Regions from separate parts of the Mus musculus genome. Here regions 1, 2, 3, 4, 5 and 6 are each linked to region 7. Evidence: chromatin contacts called from public promoter capture Hi-C data. All regions are on one chromosome and are shown on one strand. Each heading gives the region's core, a stretch centred on a gene start, on an enhancer-like site or on the middle of the called end of the contact. The rest is flanking DNA. Distances are from core to core; before and after follow the strand shown.

Evidence for each region. Promoter capture Hi-C pulls out the DNA fragments that hold promoters and counts their contacts.
Region 1: a promoter capture Hi-C map of hippocampal neurons shows a contact between it and region 7, with 3 times the contacts expected there. The contact joins the promoter of Mettl3 here to the promoter of Klhl33 in region 7. A contact is called at or near these places in 5 of 39 promoter capture datasets (the 3T3-L1 cell line, the C10 cell line, cranial neural crest and 2 more).
Region 2: a contact with region 7 is called in a promoter capture Hi-C map of frontonasal cranial neural crest. The contact joins the promoter of Arhgef40 here to the promoter of Klhl33 in region 7. A contact is called at or near these places in 13 of 39 promoter capture datasets (the 3T3-L1 cell line, 3T3-L1-derived adipocytes, cranial neural crest and 8 more).
Region 3: a contact with region 7 is called in a promoter capture Hi-C map of the HPC-7 cell line. The contact joins the promoter of Zfp219 here to the promoter of Klhl33 in region 7. A contact is called at or near these places in 3 of 39 promoter capture datasets (the 3T3-L1 cell line, the HPC-7 cell line and hippocampal neurons) and 1 of 9 other capture datasets (macrophages).
Region 4: a contact with region 7 is called in a promoter capture Hi-C map of liver, with 4 times the contacts expected there. The contact joins the promoter of Chd8 here to the promoter of Klhl33 in region 7. A contact is called at or near these places in 5 of 39 promoter capture datasets (the 3T3-L1 cell line, the C10 cell line, frontonasal cranial neural crest and 1 more).
Region 5: a promoter capture Hi-C map of second pharyngeal arch cranial neural crest shows a contact between it and region 7. The contact joins the promoter of Supt16 here to the promoter of Klhl33 in region 7. A contact is called at or near these places in 8 of 39 promoter capture datasets (the 3T3-L1 cell line, 3T3-L1-derived adipocytes, cranial neural crest and 4 more).
Region 6: a contact with region 7 is called in a promoter capture Hi-C map of hippocampal neurons, with 4 times the contacts expected there. The contact joins the promoter of Hnrnpc here to the promoter of Klhl33 in region 7. A contact is called at or near these places in 5 of 39 promoter capture datasets (cranial neural crest, hippocampal neurons, liver and 1 more) and 1 of 9 other capture datasets (macrophages).

The regions. Positions count from the first base shown.
Region 1 is chr14:52,303,565-52,306,775 of GRCm38.p6, forward strand. Mettl3 (methyltransferase like 3) reads right to left here and starts at 1,560. Exons shown (of 11, transcript NM_019721.2): 1 at 1,324-1,560. The coding sequence starts at 1,423.
Region 2 is chr14:51,983,573-51,986,453 of GRCm38.p6, forward strand. It overlaps Arhgef40 (Rho guanine nucleotide exchange factor (GEF) 40), which reads left to right and starts at 1,261. Exons shown (of 24, transcript NM_198249.4): 1 at 1,261-1,419. The coding sequence starts at 1,417. It overlaps Gm16617 (predicted gene, 16617), which reads right to left. Exons shown (of 3, transcript NR_045728.1): 3 at 2,817-2,881.
Region 3 is chr14:52,019,075-52,022,050 of GRCm38.p6, forward strand. Zfp219 (zinc finger protein 219) reads right to left here and starts at 1,659. Exons shown (of 5, transcript NM_027248.2): 1 at 1,449-1,659. Tmem253 (transmembrane protein 253) reads left to right here. Exons shown (of 7, transcript NM_001033805.3): 7 at 132-713. The coding sequence ends at 212.
Region 4 is chr14:52,255,861-52,259,028 of GRCm38.p6, forward strand. Chd8 (chromodomain helicase DNA binding protein 8) reads right to left here and starts at 1,900. Exons shown (of 38, transcript NM_201637.3): 1 at 1,818-1,900.
Region 5 is chr14:52,195,955-52,199,094 of GRCm38.p6, forward strand. Supt16 (SPT16, facilitates chromatin remodeling subunit) reads right to left here and starts at 1,285. Exons shown (of 26, transcript NM_033618.3): 1 at 1,131-1,285. The coding sequence starts at 1,196. Chd8 (chromodomain helicase DNA binding protein 8) reads right to left here. Exons shown (of 38, transcript NM_201637.3): 38 at 2,197-3,140. The coding sequence ends at 2,638.
Region 6 is chr14:52,102,524-52,105,636 of GRCm38.p6, forward strand. It overlaps Hnrnpc (heterogeneous nuclear ribonucleoprotein C), which reads right to left and starts at 1,498. Exons shown (of 9, transcript NM_001170981.2): 1 at 1,366-1,498. It also overlaps a transcript of Rpgrip1 not described here.
Region 7 is chr14:50,895,860-50,899,124 of GRCm38.p6, forward strand. Klhl33 (kelch-like 33) reads right to left here and starts at 1,624. Exons shown (of 4, transcript NM_001370764.1): 1 at 589-1,624. The coding sequence starts at 1,324.

The DNA.
Region 1 (3,211 bases), core at 310-2,809, 1.4 Mb after region 7:
ATATAATACTGTAGCTGTGACACTTTCTTTCTTTTTCTTTTCTTTTTTTTTTTTTGGCTTTGTTGTTTTGTTTTGAGGCAGGGTCTCTCTAGGTAGTTCTGGCTGTCCTGGAACTCACTGTGTATACCAGGCTGGCCTCAAACTCACAGATATCCCTCTTGTTTAAAAAAGTGCTGGGATGGGCTGGTGAGATGGCTCAGTGGGTAAGAGCACCCGACTGCTCTTCCGAAGGTCTGAAGTTCAAATCCCAGCAACCACATGGTGGCTCACAACCATCTGTAACAAGATCTGACTCCCTCTTCTGGAGTGTCTGAGGACAGCTACAGTGTACTTACATATAATAAATAAATAAATCTTTTAAAAAAAAAAGTGCTGGGATTACAGGCATGAGCCACCATGAAGGGTTTTTCTCCCTGCTTTTTCTTCTAATCTTCTTTGATTCTCACATAGATTTTTAAGCTCCTTTAAGGTAACAGCAGTGTCTTCTTTTTGCCGAAACCCATGAGTAGTGTAGATATGCAATAAATGTTCACAAATTACGGTGAGACTGAATTTCACCAAGGTCTGCTGTTGTGAGCTGTGAATACTGCAAAGCACTGACATGCTACCCACACATGTAGTATGGATTCGGTATTCTCGCAGAGCTTTGCAACTGGTTTACCTTAAATAATTGAGCTTGTGCTGGAGAAGGCTATTAGGGTAGTACTCTTTTAAGTGCCTTCAATTTTTCTAACTTTGTCATACAAGGGGGAGGGGGAAAATGTTTAAAGACCAAAATCAAGTGTTTTCAGATTCTTGCTACGTTTGTAAACACTTGCACTACTCATTCATTAAGGTCCTAGTGAGAAGGTCCTAGTGAGGACCCTGTTGTGGCTGCTAAACCGGGCTCTGGGGATAGATATACAGAAGCAATCCTTGCTCCCCGCCCACATGGGAAAGAAAAGACAGTGACAAAGCAAACGTTACAACTAAGGTAAAACAGGCACAGAAGCAACAAAACGGGTTTTGCTGGCTCTCGGAATAAGGTACTGAGAGGCTTCACGGACGCAACATTCTCCTAGACAGGACTGGAATGGGACCCAAGGAGAGGAGTGGACCCATGTTGGTGTGGTGTTACGCTTGAAAAACCGACGCCCGGGAGGAGGCACTGCAAGCTTTCCCGCAGGTGGGCATGCGTTTCAGCTACTCGGGAAAGATGGGGTAACCAACAATCGAGGAGTCCAATAAAGGGCTGCTCCGGAAAGGGCGCAGAGCCCGGGGCTGTCTTCCTCTCCAGGAGTCTCTCGCCCCGCCCAGGCCCGCCCCGACCACCCCGCACCTCACCCAAGTGCCCAGAGTCCTGCTTCCGTCGCCGCTGCAATCTCTCGCGAAGCGAGTCCAGCTGTTTCTTATGGGCCTGGATAGAGCTCCACGTGTCCGACATCCTAGCTCCCAGCGCGGACTCGGCTCGAATCAGGCGCGGCGGACTAGCACCTCCCCAGCCTAGAACTAAGAAACATCTAATTCTCACGAGGACGCCCGAAGGCCAGCCGGATAGAGCCAAGATGAAAAGCCACTTCCGGTTGGCGAACCAGCCGGACGTAATCCTCACGGTAGTTCTCTCTCGTGTTTCCGGGAGCGCTGAGGCTGTGTTTGCCATGTTGGTAGCTGGCAGACCCGCCATGTTGTTTCTTTAAGTCGTTAGTGACAACGCATTTAAAATAGCAGGGCTAGAACAAGTGTGAGTGTTTGACGGGTGGGTGTATGCGTGGAGAGATGGATGGACGGGAAGGAGTGAACAGACTGTTAGTCTGGTTGATTGTATATTCTGGTCCTTGCACATACGGTCAAGCACTGTATCATAGATTTCTGCCCTTAAGGCCCCAGATTTTCTAAGTTAAATATTATCTTCCTTCCTTCCTTCCTTCCTCCCTCCCTCCCTCCCTCCCTCCCTCCCTCCCTCCCTCCCTCCCTCCCTCCCTCCCTCCCTCCTTCTTTCTTTCTTTCTTTCTTTCTTTCTTTCTTTCTTTCTTTCTTTCTTTCTTTCTTTCTTTCTTTCTTTCTATACAAAGTGTGTGAAAGGAGAGTGGAGTTTCACTATGTGGTTCTGCAACTCACAATCCTCCTGCCTCAATATCCGAGTTCTGGGAATTCAGGCATATTCTAAGACAAACATCTTAATTAGGGAACCATCTTTTTCAGCGTGAGGGAGCACTCTTTAAAAATGTTCAGGATGAGTGGAGAGATGTCTCGGCAGGTAAGAGCACTCAGTGCTCTCCCAGAGGTCCTGAGTTCAATTCCCAGCAACCACATGGTTACTCATATCCATCTGTAATTGGGATCCGTTGCCCTTTTCTGGTGTGCCTGAAGACGGCTACAGTGTACTCATATACATATAATAAATTTGTTCTTTTTTTTTTTTTTAAAAGAAAATGTGCAAGAAATGGGGAGGTAGCTCAGTAAAGTGTTTGCTGTGAAAGCATGAGATTCTGAGATTCCCAGAACCCACATAAATTTAAGGCAAAGCTGTGTGGGGTGGCAGACATTGTTTTAGCTTAATTTAGAAAAAGGTTTATTTTTGTGTTTGAATATTTGTATATGTGTGTTTGTACACACACACACACACACACACACACACATACCTGGCTCCCCTGGAGACCAGAAGACGGAGTCATCTTCGTGAACTAGAGTTACAGGCAATTGTGATGTACAATGTGGGTGCTAGGGTTTGAACCTGAGTTCAATTCTGTAATAATAAATTGTGCTCTTTACCACTGAGCCTTATCTCCAGCCCATGACTAGGCAGTTGTTATCTCAGTGTTGGAAAGGCAGAGAACAGTAGATCTCCTGGGCTGGCTATCAAACCTATCCAGAAACAAAAACTAAAGTAAAATTATTTCTATTATTGCACTGAATGGTCTTATGTACAGTAGTTTGATTACAAAAACTAATAAAATAGTCCCTAAATAATGAAAAGTTAAGGGGCTGGAGAGATGACTCAGCAATGAAGAGCACTGTCTGCTCTTCCAGAGGTCCTGAGTTCAATTCCCAGCAACCACATAGTGGTTCACAACCATTTGTAATGGGATCCAATGACTTCCTCTGGTGTGTCTGAAGACAGCTACAGTGTGTACTCAAATAAATAAATAAAAACGGGGGTGGTGGGTGATAGCTAAGTGGCAAATATGTGCATAGTATGCCATAGTATGCCAGAGATCTCCAGGGCAGCAAA
Region 2 (2,881 bases), core at 11-2,510, 1.1 Mb after region 7:
TAACCCTATGAACCAGAGGGCTCGTGTCATCCCCATGAATTAAGTTTCTCCCTTCTCCAGACCCACAGGAAAAGGGGCAGAATGTAGCATCCTAAGATGAAAAGAGCCTGTCATGGAGGCCCTTTCTTCTCCTCCTGCTCCAAGCCTCATCGACTGTATCCACTACCACACGTCTTCTAAATAAACTTTACCCTCTAACTGCAATGCCAACACCTTCACGATCTCTCTGGGAAATGAGTACCTTTCAGATCGCCTCCCAAATGTCCACCTTTTGGACCAGTCTGTGACTCAGAGACAGGCAGGGCAACCCCTTGATGTGCTGCGGTTCCTCAAGCCTTTTTGAGAGACCCCACTCGGCCTTCACTTCCATGTAGAAGTGATACTCGAGTTTGTAGGTGAGGCAAAAAAAAAAAAAAATTAAAGGAGCCTAGCCCCTTTTGTCTGAAGTGTAAGATAATAGTCACTGCCAAAAGCCCTAGCATATGGGCCACTATCGCCCTGCAACAAGAAGGAAAGATCTGACATCAGTACTAAAGCGTGGGGTCTAATCCGGGAACTGTTGCTTCCCCTTCTCTAACCGCAGAGCAACAGGGGTCTAAGGTAGAGAAAAAGGCAAAGGCAGCGTGGAGCAACTCCGCAAACGCCCCCAGACCCTACAGAGGGATCCTGATCCCGGGGCCCTGGCCTCTCAGCCGTGACACATATCCCCCCACCCCACATGCCAAGCCTTTACTTCGTAATTCCCCTCATCCCCCGCCCTCCCCAGGCTGCACACAGGAGCCCATTGTAGTCTCATGGAGCCTTGAGACCCAAGAAGGTGGAAGGGGAAGAAGGGCGGGCAAACGCCCAAGGCTTGGGGGAATACCCTAATTTCCCGGCCTTCAGCTCTACCTAAAGGGAACTAAAGGCTGTGGATCGACCTGGGCCCCAGGACCTTGCCAAGCCTTGCCACGGACCGGAGATGTGTCATGGACCCTAGAGATGGAAGAAGGCTTTTGGCCGCCGGGCAACCTGGGACCTAGGCGGGTCCCCTGCAGGGTCCCGAGCTGAGGCTGAACTGATCCCGCAGAGCGAAGAAGACGCGGGAAACCCGGGGCGTCCTCAGCTGGGCGGTTCTCGGAGGGGGCGGGGCGGGCTGGCAGCAGACAGCCAGGGGAGCGGAGGCGAGGCTTGTGGCCAGGGTTGGGGGGGCTTCTCGGCTGGGGTCCCGGGCTGGGCGGGGCGGTGCAGGCGGCCGTCTCGGCCCTCCCTGGCGGGGCCCCCGCGGCCTGGGCTGCCGAACGAGCGGGGAGAGCCGCGGTCGCCGCGCGAGTTGTCCTGCAGCTAGACCCGGCGAGACTGAGCGCCCGGAGGGAGGCGGTGGCTCACCCGCCCCGCCCGCCCGCCGGAGAGTGGGACACCTCCCGACGCCGAGCCATGGTGAGTCCCGCGAAGCACCCCGGTGTCCCCTCGGCCTTCGCGCAGCCCGCTCCGGGCCCCCAGCCCCGTGCCTCTTGTGCCCGCTTAGCGCTCCTTGGCGCTTCGGAGACTCTCCACCCTCCCATCCCCCCTTCTTTTCTTCGATCTGCGGTCCTGCTGCCTGCTCAGTCCCTACCGAGTATTGCCATGACCCTTTCTTTCTTCTGTGCCACCTCCCCATCCTTCGATGGTCTTTGCACACATCCCACCCCCGGTCTTTTTGGTCCTACCCAGTCTTCTTTTGCTGAGTTTTCCCTCCCCCTCCCTATCTCAGTTTTTCACTCCTGGAGACCCTCTGCGAGTTGGTCTGGCGGCAGCCCTTGAAAGGGCACTGTCCTGGGTCATGAGAACTGACCTGCCTGGAACCACCATTTTCCATCCCAGTCCCCAAACCCGGTGAGATGGGCCCACCCATCCGGCCCTGAGGGACTAGCCACAGCTGTGGCTGGGCCAGGGCCAAAGGGCATGTCCAAAGGGAAATTCCCTCACAGAAAGGGGGCTGTTTGGGGGTGGGTAGGGGGTGTTCCGCAGTACCAATGGGCGTGACGTTGCCAGAGCCAAAACCATAGTTTTTGGGACAAAGTTCCCCGAGGTTCATGCAGCTGCAGGGAACTGAGCTGTTCCTGACAGTGCCTGCCTCAGAGCACTGTCGCTGCAGGGAGGGATCTGGATGGAATCCTGTAGAGCAGAGGCTCGGAGAGCAGCAGCTCAGGGTACCAGAAGCCCATGTCAACCAGAGTGAACACTAAGCCCGGAACTTTCCGGCCAGAAGTACTATGAAGTACTACGGGGAGAGCGCCCACTGCCCAGGCGGGTGCAGCCTATAATGCTCATTGCAGAGTGGAGGAGGGGGAGAGGCCCTGCCAGGGCAATGTCTACGGAGAGTCTGGGAAGCATCACCCTGCTCAGAGGGTTGGAGCAAGACAGGAACTAGGCCAGTGAGCGCTGACTCAGTCTCGCCCGTCGTTTGGTCCCAGCCGACCAGAGGCCTGGTGTCTTGGGCTCCTGCCCACCTCCGCCTGCTCCAGACCCCTCCTCCCCTCCTGCCGAGGCCGTTTCCTGTGGCTGCGACTCTTGTTCAGCCATGAGCTCACCGCCCCTAATGGGTTGCAGCTGCTTCGCTGCTCAAGCAGTAGCTCCCCGGATCCTAACTTCGGAGCTCGGGCCCACCCAACCTCACCCCTACCCTTCTTCCCACCCACGTACACAGTCCTGAGAACACTGAGGGTCTGTCTGCTCGCCCACACCTTGGAGCCAAGTTTGGGCTCTGATAACACAGAATGCTGGTCTCTGGGGTGTCTGAATACCCTAATCTTCCCAAACAGCCGGGATTAAGCAACTCTGGCTGGAGAGATTTCAGAGTAAAATAAGTAATTTTTGTCTTGGGGTGGAAGCAGAACCGTCTGCAATGGGTAGAGAGCTA
Region 3 (2,976 bases), core at 409-2,908, 1.1 Mb after region 7:
TACACGCGTGCATAAACGTTAGGAAGCTGCCATAATGTACTATTGGAAAGACTGGAAAAACTGGAAGGGGGTTGCTTCTACCCGGGGTTTCCCCTTGGTTGACCCCAAAATTTGCTCGCATCTGTTTTCAGGGCCTCTCTGAGATGGAGGAGGTTTCTGGTTTGGAGAATGGTCCCGTGGTGGCTAGCACAGGAAATAGGACGGATGAGTGAGTGGGCAAGACAGGTGCCACTGTCCCCCTACGCCAAGGGGGACATCTCCAGGCACTTCTGCGTCTTGCACCTCCCTTGGACTATAACTGGACTTCCCCCAGAATGTGCCTGAAGCCCAGAGTGCCCTCAATTTCCCCTCAACCCAGGCCCATTTCTCTTCTCTTCCCCACTAGAGGGAGATAATTTCTGGACTAGAGACCTCCCTCACCTCACGCCTCGTCAAGCAGCTTCCTCCCTTGCATTCTTCGACTTCTTCCTCCCTGCCTCTCCATCCAGCTTCATTTCACATCTGCCTCCTCTCACTGTTCACCTTTCACAATCCCATCCACTCCAAGCCGGGTTGCTGCACCAGCCAACCCAGAATCCGCGTCGGTTGTGCTCCAGGTCTCCCTTGGATCCGGGTCCTGCCTAATTCACCCGAGACTACAAATCCCAGGATGCCCCGCTACCCCGTGACCTACTGCAAAATAAAGAGCCTTCCCTCGGCGGCGGGGGCGCTGTGCATCTGCTGAGTGACGCCAGGCGCTGGGAGCAAGGCCTAGCCGAGTTTTCCTCGGACGCGACCACTGGCCCCGCGTGCGGGGAGGCGCCGGGAGGGCCGTCGCGCACAGAGGCGCCGCCACCGCGGCCAGGTCACCGCCACCGGCTGCGGGTCTCTAGCCCTCGTGCCCGCAGCTGCCGGTACTGACAAAGGCTGGGGGTCGGCGCCGGGCCAAGCCGCGCTTCCCCTGGTGCTGCCGCCGCGCCCCTCGCGCGAGTGCCCAGGTTCAAAGTCCTGAGACTTGGAGCGCGCGCGAGAAGGGGGTTGGAGATGATGAGTCAGAGGCGCCGGCCCTCCTCGCCCCCTCCCCCCCGGGCCGGGAGCTGGAGAGGACAGGCTGGCTGGGCAGGCGGGGGTACCGACCTAAGACTTTCCCGCCTCTAGCGAGCACGCTGGTGGACCGAGCCCGCGTGGCCGCCACCCTTTCCAAGGCGGGAGCAGGACTGCGCAGGCTCAGCCTTTCGGCCGCCCCCGGCGGGCCTTTGATCCCTGCAGCGGTACGGTCGCTGAAGCTCTTTTTGTACTGTGCCCACACCACTTATGACCTCTGCAAGTGTACAAAGATGATAGACTCGGTTGGTTTGGGGGAGCGGAGAAAGCCCAGGAAAACGGTGGATCCCAATAGCACCGGGGAGAGGGGGGACAGCTTAGTAGCTGCTAAAAAGTAGAGATTGACTAGGCCTAAGAGAACTCACCCCAAATTCACATAGTGCCCGGGATGGGTGTTCGCCTCACATTCATTTTTGTTCCCACTTGAGAAGGCTTCTTTTCCCTAGAGAATGCTGCTTCTCCGGGCTCAGGCAAGCCCAGGTACCAGTGAGGCTAGAGCGCAGCCTGGCTGGCTTGCCTTGACATTGCAGTGGCGCCAGCTGCAGATCCTTTCTGTTTGTGACACCTTGGGAGTGGTAATAGTCGCCCTATGACAAAGTTACGTGTGAGTATTAGTGGGTGGAGACAGATCTGGGATCAGGCTCTGGAATGGAGAGAACGCAATCCGGGCCTCCTCCATGTTTTCTCTTCCCCCAATCAAACTGCAGGGATAGTGAAGGGCTCTGAGAAAAGAATATTTTTCTTCAAAGTCAGGACGTAGTGGCCAAAGAAACTATAAAGAGAAAACAGCAATTAGCTGTCTTCCAGCTTTTACCGCGGTAATCGGAAACCTGGATATTGCATTCTGCATCTTAAGAGAAACTCAAGGACCGTATAAATGGGTCTCTTAACAATGCTGAACACTCAGGGCCAAAACCTCTGGTTTTATTTCTCATTACTTTGTGTCCAGAATAACCGACAAGGGCCTTTGTTCATTGTAAATTATTAAGATCCTAAGATGCTGGAGGCTCAATTTTTTTTCCTTTTCTTTTCTTTCCTTTTCTTTTCTTTTCTTTTCTTTTCTTTTCTTTTCTTTTCTTTTCTAAAAGGCAGGGTCTCACATGTATCTTTGCCTGCCTGGAACTTGCCATGTAGACCTTGATCCACATGCCTGTAAGTGCTGGAGTTAAAGGCACGTGCCACTCACCATGCTTGACTGAGCCTTACTGTATGAAGACCCTACTGTGTCACCATAAGTTTGCCTCCCCCACTACATCGTGAACTAAGTGTGAAGAATTGTTTATGAATTCTGCAGTGCTGCTCGCCAAATGGATACATGTTAACTTCCATCACAATTGGTTGGCCAAATTAAGTCGTAAAGCCTCACTCAGTTTCCTGGGGAAGATACTATAGAATATGAGGGGGAGCAAACAATTTAAGGAAAAGGTTGGAAATTTGTGGTGAAGCTTGAATGGCTCCGCAGTTGGGATTTGTCTACTAGCAACCATGCCTATTTCTCCTTGTTTAGTTCAGTGAGCTTCCGTGTGAAATTCTTAGTGGGAGAAAAACAAGACCAGGCGTCAGGAGACCTAGATTCTGGCTCTGTTGCTTGAGCGCATAAGATCTGTCTGAACTACACTTCATTTGCATGGCCATTACACCATGCTTCTTCTGCTTATCTTACTGAATCATATGGCGAAAATAGAGTCATGCACAAGACCTCTAAAATGATGAGGCCCTTGAGAGGTGGAAAATAAATTGTCTAAGAAGGCAGATAATGGTGTAAGTGAGTGAACTAGATTGCCTGTGAAGTGAGAACTGCTGGGAACTCAGCAGTACACACTGCTAAATGGATGTCTGTCCTCAACTCCACCAGCTACTGCCGTGGGCAGCTCTGGCTCCGGTAGTGCCATG
Region 4 (3,168 bases), core at 650-3,149, 1.4 Mb after region 7:
TCTTTCTCCTTTATTTGGTGTGGGGAGGGTTCAGACGGGTGGTGTCTCTTCTGTCTCTGTGTGTGTGTGTCTCTCTCCTCTCTGACCAGTATCCTTTGCCTTGTCTGGTAGTCTTTGTCATACCACTCTGACTTGCAACAGCTTTTAAGTAGAACTCTGCTGTATTTCTTATCATAACCTTTATTATCTTAACAGCTGGAATAACTAAGACAGTTCAAGTAATGTTTTCCATTTTCAAGATTTTGGTAGTAGTGAATTTGTATAATCTGAGAACTTGGGAGGTAGAGATATAAAGACCAAGGTTTCAAAGTCATTAGTGAGTTGGAGGCCAAGCTGGACTATGAGAGACTGTTTCCAAAAAACCAAAGTAAAATAATCAGGGGTTGTGGTGGGATCCTTCATCTCAGAGCCCCCCCCCCCAGCCCCAAATGGCCAGCATTACTAAAAGATATGACACCCAAGGAAAAACAAGTTAACAAAAAAAAAAAAAAAAAAAAAAAGAAGAAGAAGTTGCCCACTTCCTGCCCTAAGAAATTGATTACAACTTGTGGAACCTGCAGGGTGACCATAAAAAGATATTTTTAGGCAGAAGACACTCTGTAATCAAAAAGACAATATCCCAGCAGGGGCCAGAGGTGCACGCCTTTAATCCAGGCAGAGGCAGGAAGATCTCAGTGAGTTAGAGGCCAACCTGGTCTACAAATGGAAAGCCAGATATCCTTTCAAAAGAAACAACAGCAACAACATAAGGGAAACATTCAAATTGCAAATCCATGTCCTAGAATCTGATGTGCCCCCCCAAAACGACCTCAGTTGGCACTAAGCCAGTCTCTGAGTTAACAAACTCAGAACAGAGATTCTGTGGACATCGATGTGATGGCAGAATGCAGCAAAATCGCTAAAGCAAGGTCCTCACTCGTGTCTGAGATGTCTCACTGTGTCTATCTTTTGAAAGAAAATTACGTAGCGTTTAAAATCCGACTTCTGGCTCACTTTGCTCACTCACTGCGAAGACTGGTTCACTACATACCTCCTCTGGGAAGCCTTTAACGACGTCAGGACTGCCCCTTAAAGAGGCGCTGCTGCGTATGCACAGCTGCAGCAATGGCAAGCCGACTAGAAACAGGTAAATTAAGACACAAAAAAACCAAAACAAATTTTAAATAATATTCGCCAAGAGGCAGTCCTCCTCTAGTGAAGAGTTTACATAATGTGTCAGAAAACCAAAGAGCTCTGCAGACCTGTCAAGGAAGACACAAGACTTGTGCTGTTCGTTTCCTCGTCACCTCTACTTTGCAACAGCCCCGCAGAAATTGGGAACATAATAAATCCGAACACGTTCACCTCAGGCTTCCCTACCCACATTTACTAAAAACATTAAAGATAAGAGAGGAGAGGGAAAAAGAATCCAGCCAAAACAAACTAAAACCCTGGCCTCGCACTTCTGACTCCAACGTATGGAGTAACCTAACCGAGCAGGGGAGTTTTTCTTCTTGGGAAAGGAGGAAGAAGAAAAAGGCAACTGTCTCGAATGTGCGCCTCGCCCAGCAGTGCCATGACAAGCTCCAAAACTCCACGCTGGCCCTAGCAGCTCCCTCGCGGCCCGTCCCAGCACGGCCCCGCGGCCCGTCCGGTCCCCAGCGCCTGCCTCTCACAAAGGAGAGTGGTTCAGCCCCGAGCATCCCGCACCTGATCACCGCTCGGCGCTGCACCCGCATGGGTGCGAGCGAGCGAGCAAGCGAGGACGTTGTTACCCCACCCACTACCCGCCCAGGCTCCGACGAGGCTTGGTGGAGCCGCGCGTGCCGCAGGCTTACCTGAGCCAGTCCTGCGGCTTCCTTCCCTGGGCAAGAGTTGCAACCCACCGTCCGGGAGAACAAGGCGCCTTCCGGCGGAGCACGGCCAGCCCTCGCCGCAAGCAAGCTTGCTAGTCCTCCATGCGCCTGGGCCCGCCCACCGCCCTCCATCTACCAATGGCGTGGCCGGAGCCGGGCGCCATCCAGGAAGTCTCCGAAGGCTGGGAGGGCCTGAGGCTGGGAAGGGTACGTAGGCAACCGCAGATATGCCTGCTTGGAAATCGGAGCGGGCGGCGGGCTGGCAGGCCAGGCCTCTGACCCCCGCCGCTGGGGGCGCTGCAAACCCGGACAGCACCTGCTACCTGTCTCGGGAGGCCATCTTGGGTCGACTGGCTTGGTGATCTCCCACGATTACGTATAGGAATGTGAAGGCCTTTTTGGAGTTCTGTTGGTCCGTTTTGGTCCAGCCCCTACATGCCCTCCTCTCATGTACTCAGGATGCCTGTCAGTCATGGGGAGGAACTCTGGAAAAACGTTGAACAAGACTGGAAACAAGCCCCACCACCTCTTAAACGTAGGAATGATGCTGGTTTATCAAAGAAGCCAACGATCAGTTTTTCTGAATGCCACTTCTAGGGTGATCCTTGACAAGCAGGATTATCAACACATAATCGACACGGGTTTTATAGCCATTCTACTTGCTTATCTATGCACGTTTCAGATTTTCCAGTATTAGAGTTTTGTTTGTTTTTTTGAGACAGGGTCTCAATATATCAGGCTGGCGTTAAACACAGAGATATGGTATTTGAGGCATGAGCTACCACGCCCTAGACCAGTGTTCCGATTTTAGCAACCCAAAATTCTGAGTCATTTAGTAATATCGGGAGTGAGGAATTTCACTTAAAAAGCAAAGGACCTTAAATTTACCAATAGTTCCAATTACTACGCACGAATACACACTGGGAAACAAGACTTATCAGAGGTACACTGACGGAGTCATTTATTCTGGAAAGAAGCAAAATTTCACCATAGGTCAAACTACACTGAGAAAGGTGTTCCTGCATTTTCTAAAGTTCTGCCGACTACATTTCCATACAAGAAGGGTTTTTTGGTTGTTGTTTGTTTGTTTAAATACCAGTATTAGAAAACTCGAGGAAGCCGGGCGTGGTGGTGCAGGCTTTTAATCCCAGCTCTCGAGAAGCAGAGGCAGGCGGATTTCTGATTTCGAAGCCAGCCTGGTCTACAAAGTGAGTTCCAGGACAGCCTGGGCTACACAGAGAAACCCTGTCTTGAACCAACCCCCCCCCCCCAAACAAACAAACAAACCTGAAGGAAGCTTGAGCAACACAGCAAAACCTGCAAAATTTGTTTT
Region 5 (3,140 bases), core at 35-2,534, 1.3 Mb after region 7:
GAAACGGGGGCTTTTGATTATCATCATTGCATACATCATAACACAGTGACAGTAAATATTCCCTGGATAGGGATATAGCTTAATGGTAAAACACAGAGGTGGTGGTAGGGCCAATCCTCAGGACCAAACAATATAATTTTGTGATAGAGACCACTAAGTCATCTAAAAAAAATTAGCCAATAAAGTGAAAAACCCTATATTATTTTCAGCACGCAATGCATCTTGCTTAAAAGATACATAGGCTTTTTTCTGATGAGGCAGGAAAAACAACCGACTTCAGTAAAGGTTCAATTTTATTTACTAAATGACGAGCCGATTGATACAGTCTCACTATGAAGCACAGGCAGGCTTGAAACTAGTCATTTTCCTGCCTCAGCCTCAGAAATCATGGGATTACATGCAGGAGCCAAGAATGGAGAGGACCAATCAGTATAAGATAGTTTACAAAGCTGAAACCGGAGTTGGTATTTTTTCAGAGCATTTTCGGCTTTCTTTTTTATCAGTTCTATTTCCCCTCACTCACAAGGTTCAGAGCCCAGACGATAGACCGTTCAGACAGTATGAAATCAATCAAACACTTGTGAAGTTAACAAGTTAACTAGCAAAAAAGTAAGTTTGAAATTATGATTATAAAACAGGGAAACTGCCCAATCTTTGGAGAAGCCCTGGAACTTCCACAGCGTTTTCCTCAACACGTGCCCCCGGTATGCTGCCGACATGGGAAACCGGCTTTGAGGCGTCCCATCAATTAATTCTTAGGAGAGCCCGCAGGTTCCCAGCGCTGGGTCTGTGACCCACGCAGGGCCTAAGGAGAAGCAGCGGGGCGCGGGAGCAGCATTTCTCAACTCCAGCAGAGGCCGGGGAGCGGGGAGCGCCAAGAGCTCCGGGCACAGCTTTCGCGCCCCTTTCCCGCAAACGGTAATTGTGGCGGGACCTGGGCGGGCCGCTGTGGCCGCGGGGCGGGCCAGGCGCGTGCGGACCCCGCAGGCGCAGCACGGCGCGGCGAGCCGGACGCTGCCGGGGCAGGCGGGAGCGCGGCGGAGCCGGAGGTTTCTGGCTGAGGGGGAAAAGGGCGCCGGGAAGCAGGCTATTATGGGATGTGGGGCTCCCGGGGGCGCGGGGCTCCTTACCCGCCAGTTACTGTACAATCTCTTCACTCGCCGGTAGTACGCGTCTTTGTCCAGAGTCACAGCCATTGCCCTGGACGCCGCTTCCCGTCGGGCTCCGAGAATCACGCGAGGTCCCAGCTCCGCCACCCGCGCTCGGCCCGGAATCCCGCACTCTCTGTGACCCGGAAGTACCGACCGCCCGGTATCCCCTTCCGCTTCCGGGTCCCTAGAGCGTCGAAGATTTAAAAAGCGAAAAAACCAAACCCACCGCTCGTTCCGTAGGGTGGCGGGAGGAAGGGCAACCGAGGACGCAAAAGTGAAGTCAACAGACCGAGGTGCAGCGCGGGCTCGCGGGCTCTGGAAGCTCTCTCCGGCGCCAGAGGCTCCCGTCACGTGACCCGCCCACTTTCCGAGCTCCGGGCGCTCTGGGCGGCGGGCAGAGGGAGGGGAGCAGAAAGAGCGGGACCCGCGTGCAGCCAGGCGCAGGAGTGAGTCCTCTGCCCCAGGGCAGGCCAGTGACCGCCCCGGGGAAGGCACTCTCAACCAAACACTGCACCCCAGAGGGACGGAGCCCACCTTCGCGAATAAGCTGCGCGGTGGGCAGCAGAGTAGGAAGGAAAGGTTCTGTTTTCCTTTAAGAGATGGGCCGGTAGGGTGGAAGGAAACAAATGGCTCGGAGTGGCTCCTAAACTTTGTAGTTCTTTCCAGCCTCGCGAAGACCCAAGTTGTGAAGGCACCCTTTTTGTCAGCGTGTACTTTTGCTGTATTTCATGAAAAGCCACATTATTCTCTGGCTTTCCCCAAGAATAGTTATCCTGACTAATTGAAAAAAAAAATATGGCTCTTGAAATTAATCCTCGTTTAAGAATGTGAAGTACAATTCAAAATATTTTACCTCTTTATCTTGTATCATTTCCTTGGCTTTAACAAACGGGATAACCCGCCATTATATATGCCTATTGAGGACTACAAATGGCTTTTCTATTAGTTGCAACAGTATTGAACTGTAGGAGAATGGTGTTTAAATTACGCAGCAAAAAACAGTACTTATATTGTGTTTAAGGAAACAGAACATAGGAAGAATGGAAAAGGATTAACTTAAATTTATTAATGCCAAGGGGAAGGAAGGTAACAGTTCCTGACCCTCCAGCTGTAGCCACAGTTTGGCCAGGAACAGGCTCTGCCAGAGGCTAGGGCCAGCGCTACATAGTCTGTGGTTAATGGAGGCGTCTGGGGAGGGGTGAGCACACCAGCTGCTCTAAGCTCCTTTGCTTCCCCAGAAACGAGGAAGTGGTCATTTATTATTTTTTTTTTTTAGGAGTTCCCCTGCCCACCCAATCCTCTCAAAATTGGGAGCAATTGGGTACAAGTTTTTTGTTTTTTTTTGTTTTTTGTTTTTTTCTTTTTCTTTTCACCTCCTGAAGTCTTGGGTTTCCCCATATTGTTCCCTGCCCCTCCCACATTTCCAAAGTCCAAGGGCCAGAGTAAGGGATTCCAGCAGCCACCCATCACGGGTCTATATGGGGCTTCAGTCGTCAGCATCTTCACTGGAGTCTGAGTTGGCTGGCATCATAGGGTCATCAATGAGTGAGAAGTCCCGTTCTGAGCTGTCATAGCCCTGAGATAAATCATCATCTTCTTCATCCTCCTCTTCATCATCGTCCTCAGGTTGCAGTGTTGGTAACCGCAAGGCAGTACCAGAGGTGGTAGTAGCTGGTGAAGAAGGGTAGCCAGTGGTTCTCAAGCCTGGATGGTGATGGTGGTGATGGTGGGGGTGGGGATGGTGGTGGTGATGATGAAGCATGGTGCTGGAGTCTACATGAGGGGGTGCTGCTGCACCCATCACAAACGGCATAAAAGGCAGAGATGCAGAAGTGGTACTGCTGTGACCCAGAGACGACACAGACTGTAGGTTACTACTGCTGTGTTGAAAGGTGTTATGCAGAGACAGGGACCCAGTGCTTCCACCCTGCATCAGGGCCATCATCTTAGAAAGGTCTGGTCTTGTCCTACGGACCCGTTTCTTGCTGT
Region 6 (3,113 bases), core at 248-2,747, 1.2 Mb after region 7:
CAGGGATTGAATCCAGGTCTTCCTGAATACTAAGCACTAACACTAGGCTACATTAAAAAGAACTCAACACCTAGCCGGGCGTGGTGGCGCACGCCTTTAATCCCAGCACTCGGGAGGCAGAGGCAGGCGGATTTCTGAGTTCGAGGCCAGCCTGGTCTACAAAGTGAGTTCCAGGACAGCCAGGGCTATACAGAGAAACCCTGTCTTGAAAAACCAAAAAAAAAAAAAAAAAAAAAAAAAAAAAGAACTCAACACCTACAAGAGAGAAACTAATTTGTTTTTAAGCACGGTTTTACTATGTAGTCCTGGGCTGCCTTGCAATGGGTAAGGGGTCCTGTCTCAGAGCCTCCACAATACAAAGATTACTGGCCTGCACTATCATACATAGCTATAAACTGCCTTTTTGAGTTTTAGAGGGATAGGACTAGTACTGAGGTAGCTGTAAACCCTTGCTGTGCCTTTTAATTATTGTTCCCAAGTCCAGCTTGAAATTTTTCTGCTAACATCCGTGTCAGGTCCCCTCCCCCCAAAAATAAGCCTTTCCCCCTATTTATTTATTTACGAAACAGAGTTTCTCTGTGTATCCTGGGCAGTCCTAGAACTCAAAGAGATCTGCCTGTCTCTGCCTCCCAAGTGCTGGGATTAAAGGCGCGCACCACCTAGAAACTCAGTGAAAATACTTGACCTGTCTAGTACGATCCTGTCAACCGCTTCTAAGGCTCAATTCTCTCTATGACAGTAGTACCTACCTCAAGTTCCACTAACTTATGATTTGTAACCTGCAGATAAAATGTGAGCTGTAATTATTCCAATTAAAATTAATCTTCCGCACTTCCCTTTACAAACACAAGCACTCCGACTTTTAACCATTTTACCCCTAGAGGAAAAAAGTAATGATTACTCAACCTATTGTTAAAACGCCGTTCAGATGCCATGTAGCCAGCCTGGAATTTAGAAGCTTCCAGTCCGACACCACCATGTTATCGCTCCCCTACCCCCACCCAGCGTCTATCTTCGGAAGTGATAACGGAATCCGTAAGATATCCCCGACAATTACATCAACAAGCATTTCGTTCTTCGCTTTCTTGGTCCCCCCTTGGAATCCCTGATGGGCAAAGAAAATCAAAGTAGCCGTTAAACCCGAGCGCGCAGACAGGGTATTTTCGTACGCACCGTGGCCTGGAGGTCACTAGGTTGACTCCGCGCCAAGGCCGAGGCCCTGTTGCCTCCCGCATGAGACCCAAGTCCCCACCGCACGGGAACAAACGCGGCCTCGGCTTCTGCCGCGAGGCCGGTTTCCCCCTTACACACGCTGGCGGGGCCCAGCAGCCCAGGGCCTCCCCTGCACTCGCCCCCTTCGCTTACCAAAAGGAAGGAGAGAGAGAAGAGACCGCCTCTCCTACTGCGAGTCTACGCCGAGACGCCGGAGCTACAACAGCGAAGAACCACACGACCGTTCGCTCTCCGTCTCCTCACAAAATGGCCCCCGAGCTCCTCTGCCGCCGAGGCGAAAGTCCAGCCCCCGCCTCGTTCCTGGAGGCGTTCCTATTGGCTGTGACTTTTCTCGCTCCCGCTCCTAATTAGCGAGCGCTACCGCTCCTCACAATTCCGTCCAATCATAATCCGAGGTGGGTTGGGCTAATTGCGAGAATTTCCACATGCGTAACAGAGGCTAGTTAGTAATTGGTTCAGCTTCATGCCACTTAGTGACTGACGGATGGTTATTGGTCAATGTACCAGACGGAAAGCTGGGTGGAATTTTCGCCTTTGTATCGCGCACAGCTTCTCATCCGGGTATCCGGCGGATCTGACTGACGGCCGCATCGTCCTATCAGTGCTTCTGAGAGCTCCCAGGTCCGGCCAGATCACCGCATTTCCGCGGCGCGGGGGTGGGAGAGCCTGGGTGGAGTCTGGTAGCGGGTGCAAACGGCCTGCCCTAGCCCCAGGCCTAGGAAAAGGGAAACGCAAACAAGCTTCTGAGAAGGGAGGAGAGTTATCTCTAGGCCGTCTACTAGCTCTGCAGTTATTATCAAATTCAGATCCCTTCTTTCTGCCAGATTCTATAAGCTGTTGGGAGGACATGGCCTTCTCAGTGAACAGCTCCCCCTCCAAACCAACTGGGTTCTGTAGTTCTCTCCTGCAGGAGCAATTACCCGACCTCCTATAAACCCGCTTCCTTGTCCCAAGTCGCCACACAGTCTGCAAACCCAATGGCCAGCCACCTCAATTTCCCACTTTCTAGAATAGACTACTTAATCCCCTCAGGTTTGGTCTGCCACTAAAGCTCTGGTTATACTGTAGGAACATTAAATACACTGAAATGTATATATAGCTTACGGAGAAAAGGAGATTGTATCCCAGAAAAATTTCCTGATTTTTTTTAATCTTTAGATCTTTAAACCTTTGCCTTTTTCTTTCTTTCCTTTTTTTTCTTTTTTTTTTTTTTTTAAGAAAAAGATTTATTTACTGTTTTTATATGAGTACACTGTAGCTGTCTTCAGACACACCAGAAGAGGGCATCCGATCCCACTACAGATGGTTGTGAGCCACCATGTGGTTACGATCAGGACCTTTGGAAGAGCAGTCAGTCCTCTTAACCTCTGAGCCATCTCTCCTGCCTAGCCTTTGTCATTTTCAAAAGATTTATTTTATGTAAACCAGTCCAACGAGTTTATGTGTTCCCAATTTTACATCTTATTTTTAAAAAGAAAAGTTTGGGCTAGGTAGTGTTTCAAGTGCAAGCCAGCCTGGTCAAGTTTCAGGACAGCTAGAGCTATAGAGTGAAACTCTATCTTGAAAAAACAATAAATATAAGTAGGTAGGTAGATTGACAGACAGACAGACAGACAGATAATTGGGGAGCCAGAAAGATGGCTTAGCAGTTAACAACAACTGCTGCTCTTCCAAAAGACAGAGGTTCAATTTACAGCACCCACAAAAGGGCTCATCGTATAACTCCAGTTCCTGGAGGTTCCAACACCCTCCTCTGGCCTCTGGGCACCAGGCACACACATCATACACAGGACTCTTTTTACAAATTAAACAAGACTCAGTGATCGGGAGCTTGCTTAACACACCCAAGGTCCTTAGTCCAATCCCCAGTACAACAAAGT
Region 7 (3,265 bases), core at 374-2,873:
TCTATTGTAACTTTAAGCTTTGTTGTGTCTCCGACAGACTCCATTTCCCAGGTCAGACATATCCTGGTATAACTGCATAGGGGATAACCGCACAGGGGAAGCAGACTGAAGTCTGCTGCCAGAGTCAAACACACCTAGGACAAAGGACACACTGGGAAACTTGTACTGATGGCCTCGGCTGCCCTTTGCTGTGTGCTGAGTAGATGCCAAAAGGCTCTAGCTAATTTGTTTGAGTCAGTCTCTTTCTCCCTGTTTTGCTGCCATGGACTGTACTCTAAGCCCTAGCCATCTGGCTGGAAATTCTAGCTACCAGGGAGGGGGGGGGGGGGGGGAAACTGCCTGAACTATCTATCAGTTCAAATCTGTCCGGGTGTCTAGGAAAACAATTCAACTGCGCATGTGCATTTCTTGGTGGCTCTGGAGAAGCACCAAAAAGGACATTCTTGCTGAAGCAATAATACAAAACTATTTCGCAAGGCTAGGGGGTGTGGATCCATGGTAGAGTGGAATTAAGGCCTTAGGTTCCATCCCTACCACCGCAAAACAAGCAAAACATGCATTTTTGGCAGTTGTCTCACAGACTCTCACCCCGCAGGCGGTAGCCCTCTGCCTCCAGCTCCAAGTCGCACCCGATGCCCTCTCGATACAGACGCTCAATGCTGTGCAGATTCTCCCTCAGCTCCTCTGCCTGGCTGAGCTTCTTTTCATTTCCCCTGGCTTTACCAAGTCCTTCTGGCTTCAGCTGGGCCGCCTTCTTCACCCGGGGTGCTCCCAGCGCCTCTGCAGCAGCCAGCACTTCGTCCTGTGAGGCGGGGCCCAGCACCCCCTCGTAGGCAAAGGTCAGCGCAGCCTCCCAGCCCCTCGGGGTCACATCAAGGCTGAAACTGGGCTGCTGACCCCCACCGCTCAGCAGCCTGCCTCGGAAGAGGCTGCTAATTGCAGCCAAGATCACCCGATGCACCCCATATACCTGTCCCCCCACAGACACCTCTTCATCCAGCAGCAGCTTCTGCTCCCGCAGTCTCTGCGCTTCAGCGAAGAACTGGCAGGGGTGCTCCACGCTGCACAGCATCTCAGGCTCCGCTGAGTCGTCGCTGTCATCCTGCTTCTTCCCTTTCTCCGGAGATGAAGCTAGAAAGGGAAGGTTTCCTGAAACGAAGGGGCTAGGTGGGTCAGGCTCTGCCAGAGAAAAGGAAAACAAGCCGGGATCCTCATCGGAAGAGGGAGACCGGGAGAAGGTTCTTCCGGCAGGCACAGGTAGTTCAAGACTGTCCTTCTCGATAGGAAGGGAGACATGCTCCAAGTCTGAGGAAAGGCTTGCCATCTTCCAGACGCTTGTGAGGTTGCCGCAGGTGCCCAGGCATGAGAGAAGTATACCTGAGCAGCACTCAGGAAAACAGAACTGTCTTCAATTCAGCTGTCAGTCCCTCACTCCGTCCGGTGACACACTAACTTTGGGCTATATGGCGCTAACTAACCATAGGGTTCACCAAGTGCAACAGAACCACAAACGCCTGTAGCCATCTGGCTCAGGACAAAGCCCCGCTTTCCACTCGTTTTCTTTTAATCCCAGGCAGGAGACACCGGGCTTCTGCTTGCCCTCTCTTGAGTTCCCAGTCTGCTTAGGACTGCTGTGTACGGATCCTAGCAGTGCCCGCACTTGGCTAATTATAGCTAGCCTGAGGGCTAAACCCTCATCTCTCAGTGCTGGAAGCTGACACTCAATGCACTGGGCCAAGTCCTGGGATGACTTCCCCTTTCCCTCCTTCCAAACCTGTAGGTCACAAGAGTGTGTTGAGTGGGGAAAATTGCAAAGCAAAGGGAACGCAAACGTTGGGTAGAGTGAGCCAGGCCAGAAGGACTGACTGTTTTCCCAGTTGGTGGCTGGAGGTGACAGGAGGCTAGTGAGGGAGTCTGGAAAGTCTAGACTATAAACAATTAACATTTGACTCATCTTCCTCCATCATAGCTGTGGGATTTGGGGGGGAAATATCTCTTAACATCTGCCTGACTTTGCTGTTCCTTCATAACCCCAGAGGGTGGACCAAAAGCCTAACACTTTACACAGCAGTGATAACCAAACTGAAGGTGTAAATCAGAGATGTGTATTTTTAGGAACTGGTTTTAACAGGTAATGTCTTCTATGTGGCCTCCACTTCCCTTAAGTCCTGAACTCTGGTGGAAATCTCCTGTGAAGGGATTATATGCAGGTACCACTAGGACTGCCAGAAAGTTAAACTCTAATGGCTCTTGTCCTTCCCTAACCGCCCCCCACCCCCCGGCCTCCTGGCCATGCTCTAAGAGAATTTGAACTCACTAGTGGATTTCCTCTTCAGATTCTTCAGAAAGAGGAAGCTTATATCATGTTGTTAGACATGCCTCTAAACCATAGAAGGGAACAGAAGTGAGGCTGCAGGTCCAGTTGGACCAATGCTTCTCAAGGATGGCTTCATCAGGGTGTCCACCAATGGAAGCTCTGAACTCTCTTCTCCCAAGTCACACTGCCAGCACTCAGAGCTGCCTGCTGGATACCAACTGATGTTTTCTTCATACTCCACCCTGAGACTGAAGTCTGCCTTAGTAAGGACAGGGTCAGTAGCCATGTAGGGCCTAGAGCCTGGGTTATAGAAACCAGTTGCCGGGGCTGGAGAGATGGCTCAGTGGTTAAGAGCACTGGCTGCTCTTCCAGAGGTCCTGAGTTCAATTCCCAGCAATCACATGGTGGCTTACAACCATCTGTAATAGGATCTGATGCCCTCTTCTGGTGTGTCTGAAGACAGCTACAGTGTACTCATATAAATAAAATAAATGAATATTAAAAAAAAAGAAACAAGTTGCCCGTCAATTTTCTGGTGACTGTCATCAAATGCTGGTGACTACAACCTGGCTAGATCTTTGGTCTGAACTCTTTGCCCCTTCTCTGGGGTCTGTTTAAATGCAATCAGGCAGGATCAGAAAAGTAATCAAGAGACCCAAATTCCCCTACATCAGTTTCCAAATAACCTTTCCTGAACCTGAATGGTTCCTGAAAGTTTAAGATTTTAAAATAAACAATTTTATGTGGTCATTTCGAGAGGATTTTAAGGTTTGGAATATTTCACTGGCTCTGTATGTATTGGGGTTTGTTTTGTTTTGTTTTGTTTTTCTGAGACAGGATTTCTCTGTGTAGCCCTGGCTGTCCTGAAACTCACTCTGTAGATCAGGCTGGCTTCAAACTCAGAAATTCTCCTGCCTCTGCCTCCGAAGTACTGTGATTAAAGGTGTG